Regions from separate parts of the Sus scrofa genome. Here region 2 is linked to region 1. Evidence: chromatin contacts called from public Hi-C data. All regions are on one chromosome and are shown on one strand. The core of a region is the stretch at or near the end of the contact, and the rest is flanking DNA. Distances in the headings are between cores, read along the strand shown.

Region 1 (5,782 bases), core at 2,974-5,473:
CTCTGTAATGCTCTGGTTGCTGCTAAAGGCATGGGTTCAATCCCTGGCTCGGCTCAGTGGATTAAGGATCTGGTGTTGCCGTAGCTGTGGTTTAGGTAGCAGCTGCAGCTCAGACTTGCTCCATGCCCAGGAACTTCCATATGCTGCAGGTGCAGCAAAAAAAAAAAAAAAAAAAAAAAAAAAAAAAAAAACCCTACCAGGAGTTCTCATCTTGGTGCAGCAGAAACGAATCTGACTAGGGACCACAAGGCTGCAGGTTCGATCCCTGGCCTCGCTCAGTGGGTTAAGGATCCGGTGTTGCCATGAGCTGTGGTGTAGGCTGCAGACATGGCTTGGATCCTGCGTTGCTGTGGCTCTGGCGTAGGCCGGCAGCAGATGCTGCCCTAAAAGGACAAAAGACAAACAAAACAAAACAAAAACCCTACCCAAAAAAACCAAACCAAACCAAACCAAAAAAACCCTTACAGATAAACTGTAAGAGTTATCTGCTGTGTTAAAGGTCTAAACAGTTGCTCAGTTTATGTATTTAAGATGTCCCAATTTACCAAAAAAAGAAATACGATGTAGCCTTTCTGAAATCCATTTTGCAGAGTGAAGAGTTCCTTACCCATCTCCTCCCATCACCTTCCCCACCTCCAAGAGCCAAGAGTGGCTGAATGAAACTTAGATTTAAACGTAGTTGGAAAGGGAGCCAATAAGGCAGGACAGGTTGACTTTTCCCCATCTCTCGTCCTTTGAGGGCCACAAGTTTTCTGCTCACAAGCTTTTGGTATGTGGTGACCTCAAAACTGAAGGTGCTGGCAAAGGAAGTCAGGCTGGACCGTTAGGCCGAGAGAGCTAGGTGGGCTACAGAGGCTAGGTGAGAAACCTCCAAACCCAGCTGTATGTGTGGCAGGTCCACCCTGGCTCTGGGGGCTGCGGGAGACACTCACCAGAACTGCCATCTGCACAACGTCAGGCTGCTGGAGGAACTGCGGGTCCACGGCTGGCCAGGCCTGAAGCAGCACGTCGGCATCCCAGGCATAGTGGGGACATAGCTTCCTGGGCACCAGCGCCAGACCTGCAATGCCAAGGCACAGAGAGTCATCGAGCACACCTGAGGCTCACGAGGGCAGGACACAAAGCATTTGCCTGGACAACAAAGCCTGGCTTAGAGCTGCCTGAGGCACCGGGATGCTGCACCAGGGCTGTCCACACCTACCAGGTGCCCCCACTTTCTTTGACCTGGCTTATCAGCCCAGTTTACAGGTAGCTTTCTTTTCTTTTTCTTTTCAAACAATACCCAGAGCCAGAGAGATGAATGGACACAGTTCTAAAGTGTGCACTGGAAAAGCAAGGCTGCTGATTTACTTGGTCTCTGCAGATGAAGGAATCCTTTGTGCTCCCGAGAGCAGATCCCAAAGTAACAAGCTGAATTTGCTTTCTTACTGGCCCAGGAATACTTGTGGTCTGAGAGGGCCTCCCACCCAGTCCTTTTACTCATTATCACCAGAGCCAACATGCTGAGAACAGCACGGTGCTCCTTCAAGACCTACTCAGAGGGAGCTCAACTTTTCTGCTAAACTTCCTCTCGAGAGGGGCTCCTGCCATCACCAAATTGGAAAGAGCTGTCGTTGGCTCAGGGTGGATCAAATCGTCTCAAGTCTCATTTCCCACAGTGCTTTGCACTGCAGCCCCCAAAGCAGAGGAGGCTGGGCACCTGGGGCTGCTCAGGGCCAATTGTCAGTGCTCTGGGACTTCAACCAGGACTTCCTACCAAGGCAAGTTTGATTTCCAAGCCTCTGTTGATCTCAGGAGTACAAGCAATGCCCCCAAATGTACAGGAAATACACAGAGCAGAAAAACAGATCCTTGGGCACTAGTAGTGTGCATCCCCCCAGAGGCAGGCCCTCAGTGGGCAAGTGAATGTGTGTCCATGCTGAGAGCAGTGTCATGGCAGGTGCACTGCCCACATGCTGTGAATGGCCTTTCCGGGGCTGGTGTGGGGGGTGGCCCTTACACCCCTCCCCCTTATTATTAGCCTTGAGACTGGAAGACGCACTTAAGGGATGGACCCATGGCTAAGGGGATGGTCTGAGGCTGAGTCTGGGAGAAAGGGAATGAATCCCACCAATGCCAGTCCCAAACACTGGGCTGTGAATGACAATGTTTTATTTTCCTTGATGATGAAAGTAACATATGTTCACTGCAGAAAAATTGCAAAAGGTCAAAATACAAAGAAGAAAATAATGTTCACATGGATAGCATTTTTTTTTTTCCCCCTGTGCCTGCAGCATGTGGTAGTTCCCAGGCCAGGGAATCAAACCTGTACCACAGCAGTGACCTGAGTTACAGCAGTGATGACACCAGATCCTTAACCCACTTAGCTACCAGGGAACTCCTTAAACTTTTAATTTTGAAAGATAGTAATGCAATGTATTTAATAAATATTTGTACGTGTAAACCAACCCCACAAAACCAAACCAAACCACCACCAGGATCATGCAGTAGATATAGTTTTGGATTCTCTTTTTTCCTATATTTAAACTAAAAGCACAATATACAGTAGTATATACAATATGGCCCCAGATTTAGTAAATATTTATATAAAGAGATAAAAATTTGAAAAGAAATGAATCAGAAAGCAGCAGTGATTATCCCTGGGAGGTACATGTTTAGGGGAGTCTTTCTTTTAGAAAAAAATTTACAGGTTTTTCTACAAGAAATATTTATTACCTTTGTAATGTGAAAAGATGTATAAGGTGGAAGGGATAAATAGAGTTTGGGATTAACGTATACACATTACTATATATAAAATAAGTAATCAACAAGGACCTCCTGTATAGCACACGGAACTATACGCAATATTCCGTAGTAACCTATACGGGAAACGAATCTGAAAAAGAATGGATGTGTGTGTATGCACAACTGATTCACTTTGCTGAACACTTGCAACTAACACAACATTGTTCATCAACTATACTCCAAGATAAAACAAAAATAAATTGAAAAAAGAGTAACATAAAAAAGCTATTTAATAATAAAGCCAATCAACTAATATGTGATATTAGTTCAATATTTGTGCTCTGGTTTCTTTGAAAGATTTCATTTTTTTCTCTATTTATTCATAATTTATATTATCTATCCAAAATGTATTTTCTGTATAATGTGAAAAAACTTATTAAAAAAATATACAGTTGGAGTTCCTGCTGTGGCTCAGTGGGTTATGAATCTGACTAGAAACCATGAGGCTGTGGGTTGGATCCCTGGCCTTGCTCGGTGGGTTAAGGATCTGGTGTTGCCATGAACTGTGGTGTCGGTCATCGACGTGGCTCAGATCCCAAGTTGCTGTGGCTGGGGTGTAGGCCGGCAGCTGCAGCTCTGACTCAACCCCTAGCCTGGGAACTTCCATGTGCCACAGGTGCAGCCCTAAAAAGAACCAAAAAAAAAGAAAAAAATCATGGTCAATTTTCTAAGCCCAGTCTGTTGAATAAACCTCCTCTTTTCTCTACTGGGTTGTGATTTTTCTTTTATAATATATTTTCTTTTCTTGTCTATTTTAGACGAGGGGTGGTTTCATGACTATTCACTACTACAAAGACACTCAAAATGCCTGTCTGCAATGCGGTGAGGAAGAGGCCAGAATGTGAATCAACACACTGCTTCCTTCAATGAGAAAGTCTTGCGACATGGTCAGTCCAATTCGAACGTGTGCTGAGGGGCAGAGCTGATGCACATGCTAAATATAAGCTCCTTATCTTGTCCTAGATTGTGAGAGAACTTCCCAGACCAGCCTCTGGTCTGCGGACCACTCTGAGTGGCACTGGTCCATCTTATTCTGCTGACCTCTGTCTTGGTTCTTGTGCAGGCATCACAGATTTGTTGTAATTTTTCCTGTTTCACTACCTGGCACCCTTGTAACCCTGTGTTGCCAGTCAATCTGAGGGAAGGGAAGACCCATTGGGGTCTGAGAATCGAGTGGCAAAAAAGACGTATTCCTGGGGCCCTGCTGGCTCTTGTGCCCTGCGATTCCTGTGCTTCTGAAGAACCTACTCCATTCCTAACAGATGTGTCTTTTGGCAGAAGCAGAAAGGAGCTTCCTGCTTATTCCTCAGAAGGGATCCTATTAAGTCTCATATTTAAATACAAGACAGAGGTCGCAGGAGGGAGATAATCATTTCTTTATTTGAGCAGGCTGGGCCAGCATGGCTTGTCCTGTGACCCAGCTGCAGTGGGAACCGTTCCAAAACCTCCGTATGGCAGTTGTACAGGATGCCTGGGAGATGAAAGGACCTTGGACACAAATGTGCTGGGCAGAAGCTGTTACAAATTCCACTTTAAAAAAATGAGGAAGCCCAGCCTTCCTGGAGCAGTCAGGATGCTTATTTATAGCGGCCTGGGCCCCCGCCAGCGTTTCCATATAGATGGGAGTGGGGCCATCCTGCTCAGCGGGGAGGAACAGAAACTCACTACCCCAGGATCTGCGTAGCGTTTTGGCCTCCCTGCTCTTTTTAGGGAAGTACAAATACCTAACATTTGCATGGCAAATACAATGGTTTTTTTTTTTTTTTTTTTACGTGACACAGGTCAGGTAGAGAGCTGGCCTTTGGGAAGCACGTGGAAAAAGTCTGAAGAGGCTGGGAAGGGGCAAGGCCCTGGCACACAAGGCCACCATGCATGGCCCACCCCCTTCCTTCCCCTCCTCTGGAGAGCTGTTGTTGCCGACCTTCCCGTGAAATAACTGAGACAAGCCTCCTCTCCTGCTCAGAGAGCTGACAAGGCCACCACGTCACCATGGTACCCGGAGCGAGTGCTGGGGTAGTTGTGGCATCTGTGGACGGCAGGCCTCTTGAGGTCCATCTTCAGGAGGGCCCGCACCCCACCCCACCTTCATACGCACACAGGGGAAGTCCTGGGGACTCTGGGGTGTCTGATCTCCACCATGCCTCATCTAACCCTGGGAATTCCAAGGAAATGGACAGGAAGCAAGGCACTTCACCCAAGCCTTTACCTACCAAAAGGTTCCACTGACATTATTTTGAAATAACAACACTGAGAGGGCGTACACATTCGTGTATAAAACCGTCTGAACATCAGCAGATGGCTTACTGTCCCTTGTATCACACACTTCCAGATGATTTATAGACTTGCAGTTTTGTTGAAATTAATGAAGACAGCATACATGCACAGCAAAACATTATAGTTACGATATTTTACAGCCATTTTTACGAAGGAAAATGGATCTATGGTGGTAGACTGATACTTCAAGACTGTAAGTGACTTCAGAAACTTAAGGAAGGTAAAATGTTGCTGGGCTGTGACCCTCCTCACAATTAAAGTGCTGATGGATGATTTGAAGATGAGAGGAAGAAGCCTGAGACAAAAACAAATAGAAAAATCCCTGTTCAACTGTAAAAATGGGCAGAGAAACAGAAATGGAGATCTCATCGACACATTTTAAATAACGTGTATTATGGACAAGAGGCTAATCGCAAAGCAGCATGTGCACCCACGCACACAAATAGCACAAGAGGGGAAATCACTCAAATGTCCATCAGTGGATGACTGTTTAATAACTTACGAAAAAAAAAAAAAAGAAAAAAAATGGAGTTCCTCTCAGGGCTCAGTGGTTAATGCACCCGACTAGCATCCATGAGGACTCGGGTTTGATCCCTGGCCTCGCTCAGTGGGTTAAGGATCCGGCCTTGCCGTGAGCTGTGATGTAGGTCAAAGACGAGGCTCAGATCCTGTACTACTGTGGTGTAGGCCGGCGGCTACAGCTCCGATTCGACCCCTAGCCTGG
Region 2 (5,579 bases), core at 1,246-3,745, 47 kb before region 1:
AAAGTCACCACATTTCCCCCTCTTCGAGATCAGTCATGAGCAATCCTGCCCTTCACACATGGGTAACCCGCAGCTGCACGATCTGCTTTCTGCCTAGGGATGCTTTCAAGTTTCTTTTCAAGTTTCACAAGAAACAGCTGAAAGAGGAAGCCTCCTCCACCCCCACCACAAGAAAAATGGCAGGCCACCCAAGGAGACCTACAGAATCCCTGGTGGGGAGCACCTCCTCCCAAACGCAGGGTCCCTGTCACCCACCACGAGCAACCTCACCAGCCGCTCACTCACCAAAGTAATCGGCCTTCGGATGAGCATCCATCTCACGTTCCAGACGTTGGGTGAGGGCTTCTAATTTCAATTCGGCAGCCGTGGGCCCAAGCTCAGGGCCCGGCACGAGGGTCTGGCAGGGCAGCCTCACCCTGGGGGAACTGGGGCTCTCTGGGAGCACAGACCCCAGGCTGCCATCAGGAGACCAGCCAGGGGGACCTTCTTTACAAGATAACTCAGGCAGGGTGGACATCACTGGGTGGACAAGGCTGGTGGGGCTGAGCTTAGGACCCACGCCAGGGTCTGTGCAGGCAGGCTTGGGACCCAGCCCAGGGACGGCACCCAGCTGCATATTGTCCATGCTGGCTGTCGAGGATGATGGAGCAGAACTAGAAAGGTAAGATTTGGGCCCATCCTGGAACCAGGGTTGAGGGTCCACGGTGGGTTTGGGCATCATGCCTGAAAGGTCACTTGCCACTCCCGAGTTTGTTCTTGGAAGAGCTCCTTGACTGGGGCGGCTGGGGGCCAGGGACGCAGAGAAAGAAGGGGTCCTGGGCTGAGCAGCCCTCAGTAGGGCTCCGTTCTCTGGGCCTGGGGAAGGGAGGCCAGGGCTCACTCGCTGGGAAGAGGCGGTGGTCCAAAGACCTGCTGGCTTCTCACTGCTGCGGCCACCAACACCACCATCAGGGCCGCTCTGCAATGACCTGCTGGAGCTCGGGGAAAGCTGCTGCTGGTACAGATGATCCCTGGAGGGTTTGGACAGGGCTGGCTCGCTCCCTGGGGTGCCAGACCACCCACTTCCTACACTCAGCCTGATGCTGGGGGACACTCCTGGTTCGTCACCCCACTTGGGGCTTGCCAAGGAGAGGTTGTCATAATAGTCTCCGTGGGTGAGGCAGGAAGGATCCTCACAGGGGCCCTGCCGATGGAAAGCAGACATCTCGGAACTCGCCATGCTCTCCTTGGATCCACAGTCCTGGCTACCTTGCCTCACGCCACGGACAGGCGGCCTGGCCTTCTGCTCCTGGGGTGGGTACAAGGGCTGCCCAGCCGTGATGGTGGCGGCTGTCCCAGGAGTCACTGTTGAGACAGCGAGAGGGGGCTTGGCAGCACCATCCGCAGTCAGCTTGCTGCCCACACCAGCTTCCCGGTAGGCCTGTGCGCCCAGGCGGCCCCCGCCATTAACAGGACCTCGGCTCCCCCTGGGCAGGGTCTCCTCCTGCAGGAGCTGTTGCTGCTGCTGGAGGTGGATTTTGGCCATCTTGGTGGCAAACACCCTGCGTGTTTCCTCAAACTCCGGGTTGTTGCCTGCACCCTTGTCCACTCGGAAGAGTCCATCCTTGGAGGCCTCATACATGTTCAGGTCCTCAATGAACTTACTGGCCTCCAGGCCCAGGTCGTCGTACTTATCCATGTTGCAGACCAGTGTCTGGGCCTAGCCCAGGTGCTGGGTATGGAGAGTGTGGAGGAGGGTGGGGTGGGGTGGGGTGCTGGCAAAGAAAAGAGGCTCAAGTCCAGCCCAAGACAGGTAAAGCCTTCCACCTGCCCAGCAGGAGAGTCATGACCCCAGGCCTGTGAGTACAGCCGATGCCGAGGCCTCAAAGCCACTTGGACCAAGTTTGCTTCCAATTCCTTTTCCCCTCGTTGGTGTCCACGTGGGGGCAGCTGGCGGCGCTTCCCTGTCCAAGCTGGCTGTGATTCTCTTCTCTGTTTCAAATCAGAAAAGGAGAAAGAAATAGGGAGGGGAAAAAAAAAAATCACATCCTCCTTAAGCAATCAAACTCAGAAACCCACAACACGGCAGCAACCGCTGGACGGAGCCGGGCTAAAGCCGCTCAGGCGGAGAGTGCAGAAGCCACCAACCAGCCAGGCAGGAGCAAAGACGCGGCGGGCGGGAGGCGCGGGCACGTCCCGGGCGCTCGGTCCTCCGCTGCTTCCCCAGGTGGCGCGGGGCTGAAATCCTGGCCCACGCGGAGAGGGATCGAGGTCCGGGGCACACGGGCCGGCCGGGCCCCGTCAGGAAGTTCTCGGCAGCGGGGCTGGCGGCCTATTGTCCGATGGTGACGGTGGCTAGGCGCGCGCGGGCCGGAGGGCGGCGGGACGCGGAAGTGAGTACGCCGGACGCCGTCCCCGCCGCTCGGTCGCCGGCCGGGCACGTCGCGGGCCTGCGAGGAGGCGGAGGCGGAGGAGGAGGCCGAGGGGCGGGGGCGCCGGCGAGGGGCGGGGTCAGCGCTGGTTGCTCCGGGCGCCGGGGGGCAGGCCCGCGCCTGCCAGGCTGGGGAGCCGGGAGGTGTGTCCCGCAGCCCTCCTTCCCGCTCTCGGTCAAGGGGATGGCGGGGTTTCCAGCTGCCACTGCCGCCCCTCTGCGAGGCCGGGGTCCCATCATCTGGCACCACTTTGCGGAAACCGCTGGTGGGAGGCCTGGAAGGCTCGCGGGGCCCCGAGACGCACCGCTTGTTAAAAGGTCTGCGGAAGTCTGGTGGGCGCGCGCTTCTTGCCCAGCTGTGCCTCAGTTTCCCGGGTGGGAAGCTAACCCCTTGAGCCGCCTCCGCCCGGGAGTGCCAGCCATGGGCTGGCCCAAGGTGCCCTTCGACAGGTAGTGAGACTAAGGCACAGAGGGGGAAGTGTCCAAGATGCCACTGTGACTAGCAAAGCCTGAGTGGGAGCCCAAGTCCTCTGAAAGGGGGTTATAAATCATGACGTGGCCCGGAGCGCGCCTAGCTGAGGTCCTCAGTGAGGCAGTGAAAACACATGATGTGGTGGCTCGTTATTCACGAGGGGATTCCTGACCCCCGCTCGCCTCCCCAGTAGACTCCCACGCAGCTCTGGGGGGCGTCGGGCCTGAATCCTGGGTGCCCTCACTTGGCCCAGCGCTCCCTGCACCACCTCCAAGGGGATCCTGAGAGAGGATCCGAAAGTTTTTATTTCCCAAATAGCCGCCAGCGTGATCCTAAGGCAAATATCAGACCAGTCACTTCCCTCCTACCCACCCTCAGTGCTTACCCGGGACTAGGGTTGAAATCTACCTGTACTAGGCCTTCCTGGCCCTAGTGGCCCCTGCCTCCTGACTGATTTGGGGCTCTTACCCATCTGAGTGCTACTGCAGGAGTTTCCTGCCTTGAATTTTTTCCACTGGCTCATCCTTTCTATCTCTGCTAAAATCACCTGCTCCTAGAGCCCTTCTTTTTCGCCACCTTCTTTATTTCCTGATCACTTCTGATGACTATTCATAATTATTTGTTTAGCTGTTTACATGTGGGTTTTTTGGTGGTTGGGTGGTTTTCCACCTCCATTAGACCATATCTGTATACCCAGTATCTGATGGTTGAATGAGTGAATGAGTGAATTTGTCTGCCAGGGTTGTGACAAGGAACAAATAACAGAATGCACTTGACAGTGCTTTGTACTCTGTAAACCTAAAGCTTGGTTCAGGGGCCAGTAGACTGGAATCACCAGGGAGCTTGTTAAAAATGCAGAATCTGGGAGTTCCTGTCGGGGTTCAGTGGTTAACCAACCCAACTAGTTCCCATGAGGACTCAGGTTTGATCCCTGGCCTTGCTCACGGGGTTAAGGATCAGGCACTGCCATGAGCTGTGGTGTAGGTCACAGACGTGGCTTGGATCCCGAGTTGCTATGGCTGTGGCGTAAGCAGGCAGCTACAGCTCCGATTCAACCCCTAGCCTGGGAACTTGCATATGCCTCGGGTGTGGCCCTTAAAAAAAGACCAAAAAAAAAAAAAAAGGCAGAATCTCAGAGCCCTGCCTCCCTCACCCCAACCTACTGAAGCAGAATCTGCATTTTAAAAAAAATTCCTGTAGTTCCCATCATGGTGTAGTGGAAATGAATCCAATTAGGAACCACAAGGTTGCGGGTTCCATCCCTGGCCTCACTCAGTGAGTCAAGGATCTGGCGTTGCCATGAGCTGTGGTGTAGGTCGCAGATGCAGCTTGGATCTGGCATTGCTGTGGCTGTGGCATAGGCCAGCAGCTGTAGTTCTGATTCAACCCTAGCCTGGGAAGCTCCATATGCTGTGGGTGCAGCCCTAAAAAGCACACACACACACACACACACAATTCCTAAGTGGTTTTCGCAATCAAGTTTGAAAAGCACTACTATAAAGAACTGCACTAAAATGAGTTATTTTTACTTTTAAAAAATCTTTTAACTTTTTTTTTAATCTGCAAAAGTAATACCTGTTTATAAAATCAACTCTGAGCAATTCAGAGATACATCAATTTTTAAAAATTTCCCACAATCCCCTTGTTCAGAGGTAATCATTAGTAAACAGCCCTTAGATATTCAGTAATATGTGTTATTTAATAACTGGATTTTACTTATTAAACTGAGTGATTTGCTTACTGAGAGATTTCTAAAGCAATGGTTCTCAAAGTATGGTCCTAGAACCAGCAGCACCAGCAGCACCTGGAACTGGTGTATATCAGTGGTTCTTAAACTTAACACACATATCAGAATTCCTTAGGGAGCTTATTCAACACTGGTTGCTGGGACCTACTACTTTCTTTTTTTTTCTGGGGGAGGGTCATTTTAGGGCTGCACCCATGGCATACGGAAGTTCCCAGGCTAAGGGTCAAATCGGAGTTGTAGCTGCCAGCCTATACCACAGCTACAGCAACTCAGGATCCGAGTCGTGTTTGCCACCTACACCACAGCTTATGGCAACACCAGATCCTTAACCCACTGAGCGAGGCCAGGGATCGAACCTGCGTCCTCATGGATGCCAGTCAGATTCGCTTCCACTGAGCCAAGACAGGAACTCCATACTCCTAGTTTCTGATTCAGTAGTTCTGGCCTGGAGCTGAAGAATCTGCATCTCTAACAAATTCCCAGGTGATACTGACACTGCTGAGTCAGGGACCCCACTTGAGAATCCCTGGTCTAGAGTCCTGAGCTTCCTCAAAGCATTGTGGCAGTGACCGTTGGTACCCAGAGGGGTGAGAACATCTATCGAGGTGGAAGGCTTTGGCTCACTTTGCCTGACCTCCAGTATTGGAGATGGCACTGATAAAGCACTGGCAACACACATCTCTCCCCTGTGCAAAGTCTAGCAAGCCCACAGCCAGCTCCCTGGGTGCTGAGTTATAACAGCTGAGACCCTGATACAGGAGCCACAGACACCAGCCAGCACCTCTCTGAATCAGACTTCTCTTTTCATTTTACCTTGGCAGCTGCCTGGGCCCATAATCCTTGGTTCCCTCCTGTCCCCGCCCCCATTTTGGTTGTCTGGAGTGCTCAGAAGCTGTGGACTTTACTCCCCACTCTCACTGCAATTTTAGAAGCAGCTGCACCATCTCCAC

Evidence for each region. A called contact is a pair of places that touch in the nucleus more often than the background predicts.
Region 2: a contact with region 1 is called in a Hi-C map of alveolar macrophages, with 2.1 times the contacts expected there. The contact joins the promoter of LIMD1 here to the enhancer-like site in region 1. A contact is called at or near these places in 2 of 5 promoter capture datasets (fetal liver and liver), 10 of 47 Hi-C or Micro-C datasets (alveolar macrophages, embryonic fibroblasts, fetal heart ventricle and 5 more) and 2 of 2 datasets of contacts at active chromatin or transcription factors (alveolar macrophages and skeletal muscle).

The regions. Positions count from the first base shown.
Region 1 is chr13:28,681,927-28,687,708 of Sscrofa11.1, reverse strand. LARS2 (probable leucine--tRNA ligase, mitochondrial) reads right to left here. Exons shown (of 21, transcript XM_021068636.1): 20 at 933-1,060. Among named protein-coding and RNA genes, the nearest start is that of LIMD1, 45 kb to the left of the region's middle. Within about 2 kb of position 4,223, at least 43 of the 83 cell types and tissues checked have an H3K27ac peak or open chromatin away from gene starts, as enhancers often do. A contact at or near this core is called in alveolar macrophages, fetal liver, fetal skeletal muscle and 3 more, where this site is marked.
Region 2 is chr13:28,727,108-28,732,686 of Sscrofa11.1, reverse strand. LIMD1 (LIM domain-containing protein 1) reads right to left here and starts at 2,495. Exons shown (of 8, transcript XM_021068638.1): 1 at 286-2,495. The coding sequence starts at 1,678.